3 separate regions of the Mus musculus genome follow, and all the other regions are linked to region 2. A link is a contact called in public Hi-C and HiChIP or PLAC-seq data. All regions are on one chromosome and are shown on one strand. Each heading gives the region's core, a stretch centred on a gene start, on an enhancer-like site or on the middle of the called end of the contact. The rest is flanking DNA. Distances are from core to core; before and after follow the strand shown.

Region 1 (3,260 bases), core at 701-3,200, 470 kb after region 2:
CTGTACTCATAGTTTTATTGTTTGTTTTAGATTTACAACTTTCTGAGTATGAGTAGTTTGCTTGCATGTATGTTTGAGTACCACATATGTGCCTGTGTTGGATGTCTTGGTGTTGGGTCCCCCCTGCCCTTCCCCCACAACTGAAGTTACAGAAGGTTGTGAGCCACCACGTGAATGCTGGGACTTGAACCCAAGTCCTCTTTGCAAGGGCAAGTGCTCTTCACTGCTCAATCAATCCTCCGGCCCTGTTCTCATGTCTTAATATTTAAAATATGTATTTAATGTTATATATACCAAACATTATTTAATGCATATTTAGTATTTGTAATGTCTTCCCCCCACCCCCTCTGATCTTTCCACTAGGATGTCAGCTTCAGGAAAGCAGGAATTTAGGGCAAAAGAATAAACACGTCCGCAGCAAAGCACAGGACTTAGGAAAGCAAATGGGCAGAGTTCAGCCATGCTGAGCAACCATGTTGTATGTTGTAAGAGATCTTCATCTGGACTTAGCTCTGCACATCGTCTCATCCAGGAGCACAGCTGGGGAAGGGACAGGTAGGTTTAATTCCCTAATAGAATAACATGTTTTTAATAGTTGCTTTACCTCTTTAATTCGAAACTGAGCCTCACTACGTAAAACCCAGCCAGGCCGGCCTTACATTTCACATTCTCCAGCCTCAGCCCAGCTGTTTACTTGTAAAACAAAACCCAAAAGTCCCAGCTGTCTTTTCACTTAAAATATGTTCTTACATCCTCATCACCAGTGCGGCTGGGTTCTGGTACCAGCTTCAGCACCCCACAGTACCAGGGTTCAGTCCTGCAGTTTGCGCTCACACTTTCTCTCCAGCTCTGCCATCTCCTTAAGGACCAACGCCACGCTGTAGCGCAGCTCCTGGAATTTGGCTATGGGCACCTCGAAGCGGTGTGCCGATCCATCTGTGAGCTTCAGCTGCATGAGAACACTCGGTTGCAGGGAGCGGGACTGAGCACTGGTTGAGATGGCCACATCCACCCGCCACCGGAAATTCGACACACGAGGCAGCGAGGATCCCTGCTGCTGGGCTACAGAGTCGAGAAGAGGGCGTTGACTCCCAAATGCCAAACTGGCCAGATCTCCAATCATATCTTGGGGAATGCCAAGTTCCTGGAGTTCGTCCTGGAAGGCATCTGGTTTCAGACTGGCAGGGGGCAGCCGGAGAGCCTGCTGGAGCAGGGTGTGTGTGCCCGCCAGCAGGACGGCCAGACGCTCCTCTGACAGGTTGGCGCTGGCACCAAGGTGCTGCACGGCCTCTCTGCAGTCTTTCCCATGGAGGGCCCCGACTACGAGTTTCAACAACTTTCTGAAGGTGCTCCTGTCTAAGTCCTTCAAGAGCTGGGCCACTGCCGTCACTTCTGCAGAGGGCTGGGAACCCAGGAAACTGACCCGGCCGCTGTGACTGTCAGTTGGATGGTGTAAGTATGGAGCCGCAGCCCCCAACGCAGACATCCTTCCTTTCCCTTTCTTGACCAGGCCGGAGAGAAGGTACTAACCACAGTAGCCTGGAGAGGTGAAGGAGAGACAAGTGACTTCCTACTCGGGAGCTTCATGTACTAAAAACTGGGGGTGGATGAGGGGCTCCCACCCGCCTGTCTACCAAGGATAGATAGCAAATAGGATGCATGCTTTGGAGGTGGCCCTGAGACCTTGCGGCAAAGGAGCCCGCCTGAGTCTAGCAGAAGGGAGGCGTCCCGGAGATTTAACAGTTGGCAGGGAAAAGAACCAAGAAACTGAAGCGCGCACCAAAATCCTACATAAATAGGGAACGAGGACCCCCCCAAACCCTGAATCCTCATCATAGCTCTGGAAGACCTAAATCACACATTACAAATACAAACTAAGCCTTGAACGCCCTCTGCACCTGGAGGAAGCTATCCGCAGGAGCTGGCTGTGGCTGGCAGCAGCTGAAACTTGGCCGAGTCTCAGGAAGTGCCACTTAGACACTTCCGGGCCGCTCTAGGAAAGCGCGACCGTGGCTCTCTGTGGTCCCGGGAGCCGAGCGCATGCGCCGCCCGGTCGCTTGCCTTCTAACAGTGTTTTGGGAAGCGAGAGGAAAGTTCAGTTAGCTTCCGTGTGGGATGCATGGATTCTGCTGGCCTGTGCAGCCCCATGTGAAGAACAGACGTAAGAATTATTGTGGTTGATGCCAACGAATTGCATATTTTAAAATACTTAGATGGTCTAGGCGGCGGCCCACGTCTTTTAATCCGAGCACTAGGAGGCAGAAACAGTTCAAGGTCAGTCGGGTCTACACAGAGTTCCAGCACAGGCAGCGCTACATACCCTGTCTCAAACAAACAAACAAACAAACCCAAACAATTTCAATAAACCAAACAGAATTCCCCGCAGAAGTGGGGGGGGGGGGTAAATTTGTGTGGTATATGCATTATAGCCCCAAGAAGCTTTTGGGGTAGGTGATTAATTTTGCCGGCAAAGTCTGGACGTTTTATCAAGGATGGTATGAATGGCTAATGACCCAGCCCTGGTGATATAAGCGAGTGATCGGAAGAGCCTGGGACAGGATGATCGCAAACCCAAGGCAGGGCTAATCTGGGCTCCAGAGTGAGTTCAAGGTCAACCTGAAGAACTTGGTGTGTTGCTTCATCAGAGATTGGAGGAAGTTGGGCGTTATGGTGTACACCTTTAATTCCAACACTTGGGAGGCAGAGGCAAAGAGATCTCTGTGAGTTCTAGGCCAGTCAGGGCTACACAGAGATTCCATCTTAAATAAATAACACACACAGACACACACACACACACACACACACTTCCTAAGCAGCCAAAATTAATTTCGTGATATAGCAGAAATATAATGGTTCCAGAAGCTCTAAGTGTTGATAGGACCATGTTCTTGAGCCCCTTGCAACATTAGCTTGCAGCCAAACATCCTTGACATTCCTTAGCTTGGATATATCACTCTAATCTCTGTCTCCAGACAGACTGCTTCTGCTCCTGAATGCTGGAATTAAAGGCATGTGCCATGCCACCACTTCCTGGCTCACTGCCTCCATCTTTAGGTGGGATTTCGACTTTCCTGTAAGCATTCTCATGACTTCACTTACCAGGACCATTGTTCCAAATAGTGTCTCATTTACTCTCAGGTTCCGGAGATCTTAGGACTCCAGGATATCTTTTGAAGAACAAAATTCAACCTATATCTAATATATGTTCATAAAAGCCTTTTGTTTGGGGATCTTTTTTTTTTTTTAGCGAAGGGGATGTG
Region 2 (3,344 bases), core at 222-2,721:
ACCCCTGCACTGGCTCACTGAGCCTATGCTGCCTTTGACTGGCTCCCCTGGGCACATGAGTTCCTGTGGGGTGTCGGGCAGCAAGTCCTTCCTGTTCTTCCTGTACAGTCGCTGCCCCTCCACCCAGGCATTTCTTTCAGATTCTGTCACCTCAGGCCCCGCTGGGACAGAGGGTGGTGTTCACGCACGTCTGGCTGGAGTGAACACAGGTGCGTTCTTTACCTGTCGCTAAGCAGAGGATTGACTTTGCTTGGAGGGCCTGTGCTCAGGTGTGGGCAAAGGTCAGCTGTAGCGGGACCAAGATAGACAGACCACAAGCATCCTTGTCCAAGCTCCCTTCATAGTCCTTCTCCGGTCCTGATCCCTGATCCCTGCTATCTGATTCCTGACCCTTAAGTGGACCTGCCCTCATCCTATTCAGCGGGGTTCCTGCTTATTCATTTATTCTTTGCCCAGGCAAGAACAGAAGTGGCAGAAGTCCCTAGGAACCAACTCCCTCAAGGCATTTTCTCCTCTTCCCAACCCCCACCCCCTTCGTTTCTTCTTTGCCTGCTTCTTCCTCTTGCCGTTTTTCTTCCTCGTTCTTGCTCCATCTCATTTTCTCCCCATTCCCTTTCCAATTCATACAAAGTCTGTGTGGCTTTTGGAGTCACGGGGAGATGGCCTGCCTTTGGTTGCCAGCTGCAGGGCCCGTTCTCAGCAGTCAGAGCCACGGCTGCCGGAGCAAACACTGTCAGCTGAGGCCAGCCACAACCACAGTATGCCCTTCCCTTGTTGATCAACCTTGGATGCCGCTCACGCACGTCGTGTCCACACGGGGGCGCTCCAACAGTGCTTCTCTGGCGTCTCTGGCCTTTCTAGTCTGCATTTTTTTTCCTCCTGGTTAGTGGGAGGAGCACTGGTTTCCTTTCCAGTCTTAGTCGTCTGGCTGCACGAAAAGAGCCTAGGCCCATATGTTCCTTGAGTAGTATTTCCTCTAGCAAAGGCTACACATCCAAAGAGCCCTTAGATTTTTTTTTTGTTCAGATTTGGGTGGAATTCAACAAATTCCCTCAGATATCCCTCCCTATTGAAAAAATTTTTAATTTCTTCTTTTTTTTGTTTTTTGTTTGTTTGGTTGGTTGGTTGGTTGGTTTGGTTTGGTTTGGTTTGAGACAGGGTTTCTGTCTAACACCCCTGGCTGTCCTGGAACGCACTATGTAGACCAGGCTGGCCTCGAACCCACAGAGCTCTGCCTGCCTCTGCTTCTGCCTCTGCCTCCTGAGTGCAGGATTGTAGGCATGCATCATCATGCCTGGCTTTTCTACTTAATTTCATTTTATATGCATGGGTGTTTTGCCTAGATATATATCTGTGCACCACACACTTGCCTAGTGCCAATGGCACTTCTGCCTCCAAAGGTCCACCCAGGTGACTTGCCTCTGCCAGCTAGGCCCCACCCCCCGGAAAGGTTCTGCTTACCAAGCTTGGAAATCACAGTTTTGAGCTGGAATAAAATGAACTAGAGGCCGGGCGGTGGTGGCGCACGCCTTTGATCCCAGCACTTGGGAGGCTGAGGGAGGCAGAGGCAGGGGAATTTCTGAGTTCGAGGCCAGCCTGGTCTCGAGTTGAGTTCCAGGACAGCCAGCGCCACACAGAAAAGCCCTGTCTCAAAAAAAAAACAAAAAAACAAAAACAAAAACAAAAACAAAAACAAAAAAAGAGCTAGAAAGCAAGCTTGTAGTATTAACAGAACGTCCACACGAGGGCGCCCACACACTTTTTAAAAGATGCTTTGGATGAAGCCGGTCCCCAGAGGGACCAGGAATCTGCGCGGCAGGGCTGAGCCTCCCTCCGGGCCTTCGCTCCACAGCCTTCTCCCTCTGAGGATTTCCTTGTTGGTTTTCTTGTTTGCTAGGGAGAGATTCGGTTACCCGTAAGGGGTCTTAGAGCCATGGCCCATGGCTAGGAGACGCAGTAGACGTATTAGAAAGATGAGTTGAGCAGGCAGGCATAAACCTGAGCCTTTCGGAGGGCTTCCTCCTCATTCCAGTGTACTAGTTGAGAAATCCGACATTGCTCCCTCTGGTACTGACTTTGTCACGTCCTCCCACAGGACGGGAACTGCCCGCCTCTGGGCCAGCTGGGTGGCTGCATTCACTGTCCAGGCAAGGCGTCTGAGCTCTGGAGCTGTGGCCTCCTCCTAACGCTCTCACACATCAGTCAAAGCCTTCCTCTTCTGTGTCAAGGACTTCAAGCTTCTTGGCTCGTTCTTCCCAATTCCTCCCGGCTTCCACCCCACCCCCACCCCTAGATGCCTGGTTCAGTTTTCCATTAGCATCTGGCAGAAGGCGGGTGGAGGAGGAGCTGGCCGAATGTTTAAACTGGTTACCACATGGCTTCTTGGAGCCAACGATACTGCTACCGGGAGACACAGGGAGAGCCTCCCCAAGCTCCAAGGCCAGTGTCTGCGGCAGGATCAAACACCAAAGGGTTTCTGCACTGGGCTGGAGACAGGAATTCACTAAACTGTCTTCAGTCTTTCTCTCTCTCTCTCTCTCTCTCTCTCTCTCTCTCTCTCTCTCTCCCTCCCTCCCTCTCTCTCTCTCTCTCTCCCCCCCACCATTCCCCATGCCCATGCCCATCTCTATTTTAAGACGGACTAAATTGCCCAAGCTGGTCTTGAACTCATTCTGTAGCCCAGACTAGTCTTGAGTTCATAATCCTCCTGCTTCAACCTCCACAGTAGTGGGATTACAGACAGTCCCAGATGAAGTTTCCTAACACTGGTCAATCTGAGCTCACTTCATCCTCTGTGCCTGTTGATTGCCACAAGAAGCCCAAGACACAGGAGGGGTGCAGGGCAGAATTTGGGGAGCACAGCTGTATTCAGAGCCTCCTTGCCTGCATTGGAGTAACTTGTGTGCTGAGAAGACATGCACACACAAACACACACACACAGACCAGGCAATAGGACCACGGGACAATGTGGGGACACCAGCATTCATGTGGGGGCTGTAGCTGTGGATATTGAGACAAGGCAAAGGTTTGAGGCTGCTGGAAAGAGACTGCTCTGTTCAGCTCTCCGTGCTGGGAAAGATACGACTGTTACTCAGGCTTCCCGAGGTTAGTAAGTGTAACAACTGTCTCTCCCTCCCTGCCTTTTCTGTTCTGTGAGACCTCTGCTGCTGCAGGAGCATCCAGATTTGCTTCCATTTCCTGACTTCTATAAGAAGAGCAGCAATAAGCCTGATCCGTGCAAGTGTCCCTGCGGCAGGGTGTGGAGCCCTCTGGGTACATGCCCGGGAGTGGAATATCTGGGTCATAGGATGGTTCTATTTTTACATTTCCAGGAAAATGGATGG
Region 3 (3,063 bases), core at 511-3,010, 460 kb before region 2:
GCCTGGAGAGTTAAAGGCTGGTGGTCCCTGTCCTTTGTGGTCCCTGCCTTCGCTTAGGGCTGGACACAGTGTCAGCACCACAGCGTCAGTTGCTTGAACAGAACTGAGGTCTCCATCACGCCTGACTGAGGGGTTCTGTTGCTGTGCCATGTAAAGCACCATGACCTAAAGCAACTTGGGGTTGAAAGCTGTTTTTTAAGATTAGGCTAATATCTGTAGTCCTTCACGAAGGGAAGGCAGGAACCTGGAGGCAGGAACTGAAGCAGAGACCCTGGAGGAACGCTGCCTATTACAGCCTTGCTCCTCATGGTTCTCTCAGCTTGCTCTCTTATACAGCCCAGGCCCACCTGCCCACAGGTGGCAATGCTCCCGGTGTGCTGGCTCCTCCCATGTCTACCATTAATCAACAAAATGCCCCACAGGCTTGCCCACCGGCCAGTCTGGGTTGGTGGCGATTTTCTCAGGCTGACATAAAAGCAGCCAGCACAGGAGGATGTGACTAGAACAGAGTAGCAGCCTAAGTCTTTGGGTGTCTGAGTTGAGTCCTAGCTTGGCTAGAGAGAACGGTTAGATTTTATTGAGCACCTATGTGCAGCAGGCCATGTGCTGTTTGTTGAGTTCTTTTCTTGCCCCCAGGAAGTAGAAACTCATTCATTTTGCTGATGAGGTCGCCTTACAGAGATTCAGACTGGGGTGTGGGGTGTGTGTGTGTGTGTGTGGAAGGGTGGGTCTGCTTCTGCTCCTGTGTCCTTTCAGACAGCCTTCATTGTAGGTACACATAGCCTCGTTTGCAAAGAGGGTGGACTGGTCTCCTTAGCTTTCTCCTTCTTGAGCTGTGAGCTCACTAAAGACTATCATCCCCATCGTTCCTGGCCACTCACTGAGGCCTCCTGTGCCCATGGTGTTTATTATAGCTACTTTTCTCATGAGTGTGGAGTTGGAGGTGGGGTGGGGCAGGTGAGAGGACCATGACTGCCAGCATGAATTCAAGCCCAGGATGACTTTGCAGCTGTGGGACCCAGTGGTCCCTGCTTTCTTAACAGGTGAGCTCTTGCCTATGTATTATATACTATTCATTCCTTTGTCTCCATCTGCCCTCCTGTCCAGCCCTAGTTACTCAGTAACCACACCAGATAACATGGGCTTCCCAGGCACAAAGATGGACCCCAGGGCCAGGTGCTGAGAGGAGAGAGCTTCAGGAAGTGTGGTTTCTGTTTGTAGGGGCTGATACTCTTTTTTTTTTTTTTTTTTAAAAGATTTTTTTATTTATTATATGTAAGTACACTGTAGCTGTCTTCAGACACTCCAGAAGAAGGAGTCAGATCTTGATCTTGTTTCAGATGGTTGTGAGCCACCATGTGGTTGCTGGGATTTGAACTCCGGACCTTCGGAAGAGCAGTCGGGTGCTCTTTCCCACTGAGCCATCTCACCAGCCCGGGGCTGATACTCTTTAGCTCATACAGGAGAGCAGGCCTTAGGGGGGGTCTGAGAAAGCAGCCTAGAGGAAGTGGCACTTGAGCTGACTGCAGAATCCACACAGGGCACGACGTGCCCAGGGAGCAGGGTTGGGACCTTGCTCAGGCATTTTCGCTTTGTTGAGGAGTGATTCAGATTGTGGAAGGTTCTGTGACTCACACTGACTGGTGAAAGGTTTCCTCTCTTGTAGGCCCTAGCCTTTTCAGAGCCTAAGGTAGCCTGTGGAGACCTGCTCTCCTTGAACCCTTTTCTGGTAAGTAGAGTGCTCTGTTCCACTCCCAGGTCGTTAACTTCTGACTGGGTGCTGGGCAAGCTGCCGGTGTCCTCTGGTTGGGAGGTCAGACATCATGTTATTCCCAGGCGAAGGACTTGAGGTGAGACATTTCACGGAGAATTGTGAAACACCATTGCTACTGAAAACAGTGTCCTATTAAAGTTCGGAAGAGAAACTAGGAGCCTGTTTGCAGCACAAACATAAGCTGGCAAGAAGCACCACACCATTGAAGTTTTTGGGTTTCCTGCACATATAAGTACCCATTCATGTGTGTACATGAACACGCATACGCATGCACACACCGGCATGCACTTCACCAGATCCCAGGCACAATGGTACTGTGTACACTTGAGTTCTCAAGCAGTGCTGCAATCTGAAGTTTCCTGTGTTGCAACATTCTTCATACTGGGTATTTAATGACCATGTTATGGTCCACTGAGGGGAGGAACTATTATTTACATTGTCAGAAAATACCGTGAGCTTTATTGTCTCTAAAAATGTAATCACTCAGTGAGTATCTAAGCATCTATTGTAGGTCTTGTACAGAGATGGTTGTACATCAAGATGCAGGGTCTGAGATCACTGGGCTGCTCCCTGGGCGCAGGTCTAGTCCTAGGAACATGTTCACTGCCTTCTGGTGTTGGTGTTGTGGCTTGAGACATGGGGGTTTGTAGAGATGGGACTCCTGGGTGCCCAGCCCGGTTCATTGAAAGCTGGTAAAACCACTTTGTCATTCACAAGCTGTCAGGAAGCTCAGGAACTGGAGCCAAGAGCTGCGAGATCTTTCCAGGCTCTGTGTAGGAAGGCCTTCCACCTGCTCCCTCCCAATTCTACCTGTCTCCTATCTCCTGTGTATACCAAAGGCCTGGGTCAGGAAACCCATCTGGAAGAGGTGAAAGACCAAAAGTCTCTAAGGGGCTTTGTTCACAGGGTTGTCTCTGTTGAGGATGCTACTGAGCAGGAAGGAGACTCCCGAGGGTAGGGAGAAAGGGGGAGGAAGGAAGAGGGGATAGGGTTCCTCCTAATGAGGGTGGGGAGGTCTGGAAACATCTAGACACCTTGCCAGGGGCCCAGGTCTCAGTTGAGGCCTTGCTGAGATGTTGTAAGAATTGTAGCAATAAGTTGCAACAGTTTGGCTTTGTTGTAAAAAAAAAAAAAGGAAGTTTCAGAATCCTTGTTGCAGCTTTGGATCTTTATCTGTAGTGGGGGAAGTCTTTGCAAGGTACCTGGGTACCGGGATGGTGGGTCTCTACCTTCATCAGAGAGGGCAGCCTTGTGCTTTGCTCTCTCTGGCCCCTCCCCTCAGTTCCTAC

The links. A called contact is a pair of places that touch in the nucleus more often than the background predicts. HiChIP or PLAC-seq counts read pairs in DNA pulled down with a chosen protein or histone mark.
Region 1: an H3K4me3 HiChIP or PLAC-seq map of forebrain shows a contact between it and region 2, with 7 times the contacts expected there. The contact joins the promoter of Commd5 here to the enhancer-like site in region 2. A contact is called at or near these places in 9 of 39 promoter capture datasets (the 3T3-L1 cell line, cranial neural crest, embryonic stem cells and 5 more), 1 of 15 datasets of contacts at CTCF or cohesin (embryonic stem cells), 5 of 484 Hi-C or Micro-C datasets (cortical neurons, embryonic stem cells and palatal mesenchyme) and 19 of 115 datasets of contacts at active chromatin or transcription factors (the NIH/3T3 cell line, T-cell acute lymphoblastic leukemia, VIP interneurons and 11 more).
Region 3: a Hi-C map of liver shows a contact between it and region 2, with 1.8 times the contacts expected there. The contact joins two enhancer-like sites.

What each region holds. Positions count from the first base shown.
Region 1 is chr15:76,898,631-76,901,890 of GRCm38.p6, reverse strand. Commd5 (COMM domain containing 5) reads right to left here and starts at 1,950. Exons shown (of 2, transcript NM_025536.2): 1 at 1,899-1,950; 2 at 594-1,539. The coding sequence starts at 1,486. The coding sequence ends at 812.
Region 2 is chr15:77,365,823-77,369,166 of GRCm38.p6, reverse strand. No RefSeq gene overlaps it. Among named protein-coding and RNA genes, the nearest start is that of Gm41353, 8.6 kb to the left of the region's middle. Within about 2 kb of position 1,471, at least 195 of the 459 cell types and tissues checked have an H3K27ac peak or open chromatin away from gene starts, as enhancers often do. A contact at or near this core is called in the NIH/3T3 cell line, VIP interneurons, cortical neurons and 12 more, where this site is marked.
Region 3 is chr15:77,831,293-77,834,355 of GRCm38.p6, reverse strand. All of the region lies in intron 1 of Myh9 (myosin, heavy polypeptide 9, non-muscle), which reads left to right. Among named protein-coding and RNA genes, the nearest start is that of Myh9, 9.4 kb to the left of the region's middle. Within about 2 kb of position 1,760, at least 106 of the 459 cell types and tissues checked have an H3K27ac peak or open chromatin away from gene starts, as enhancers often do. A contact at or near this core is called in liver, where this site is marked.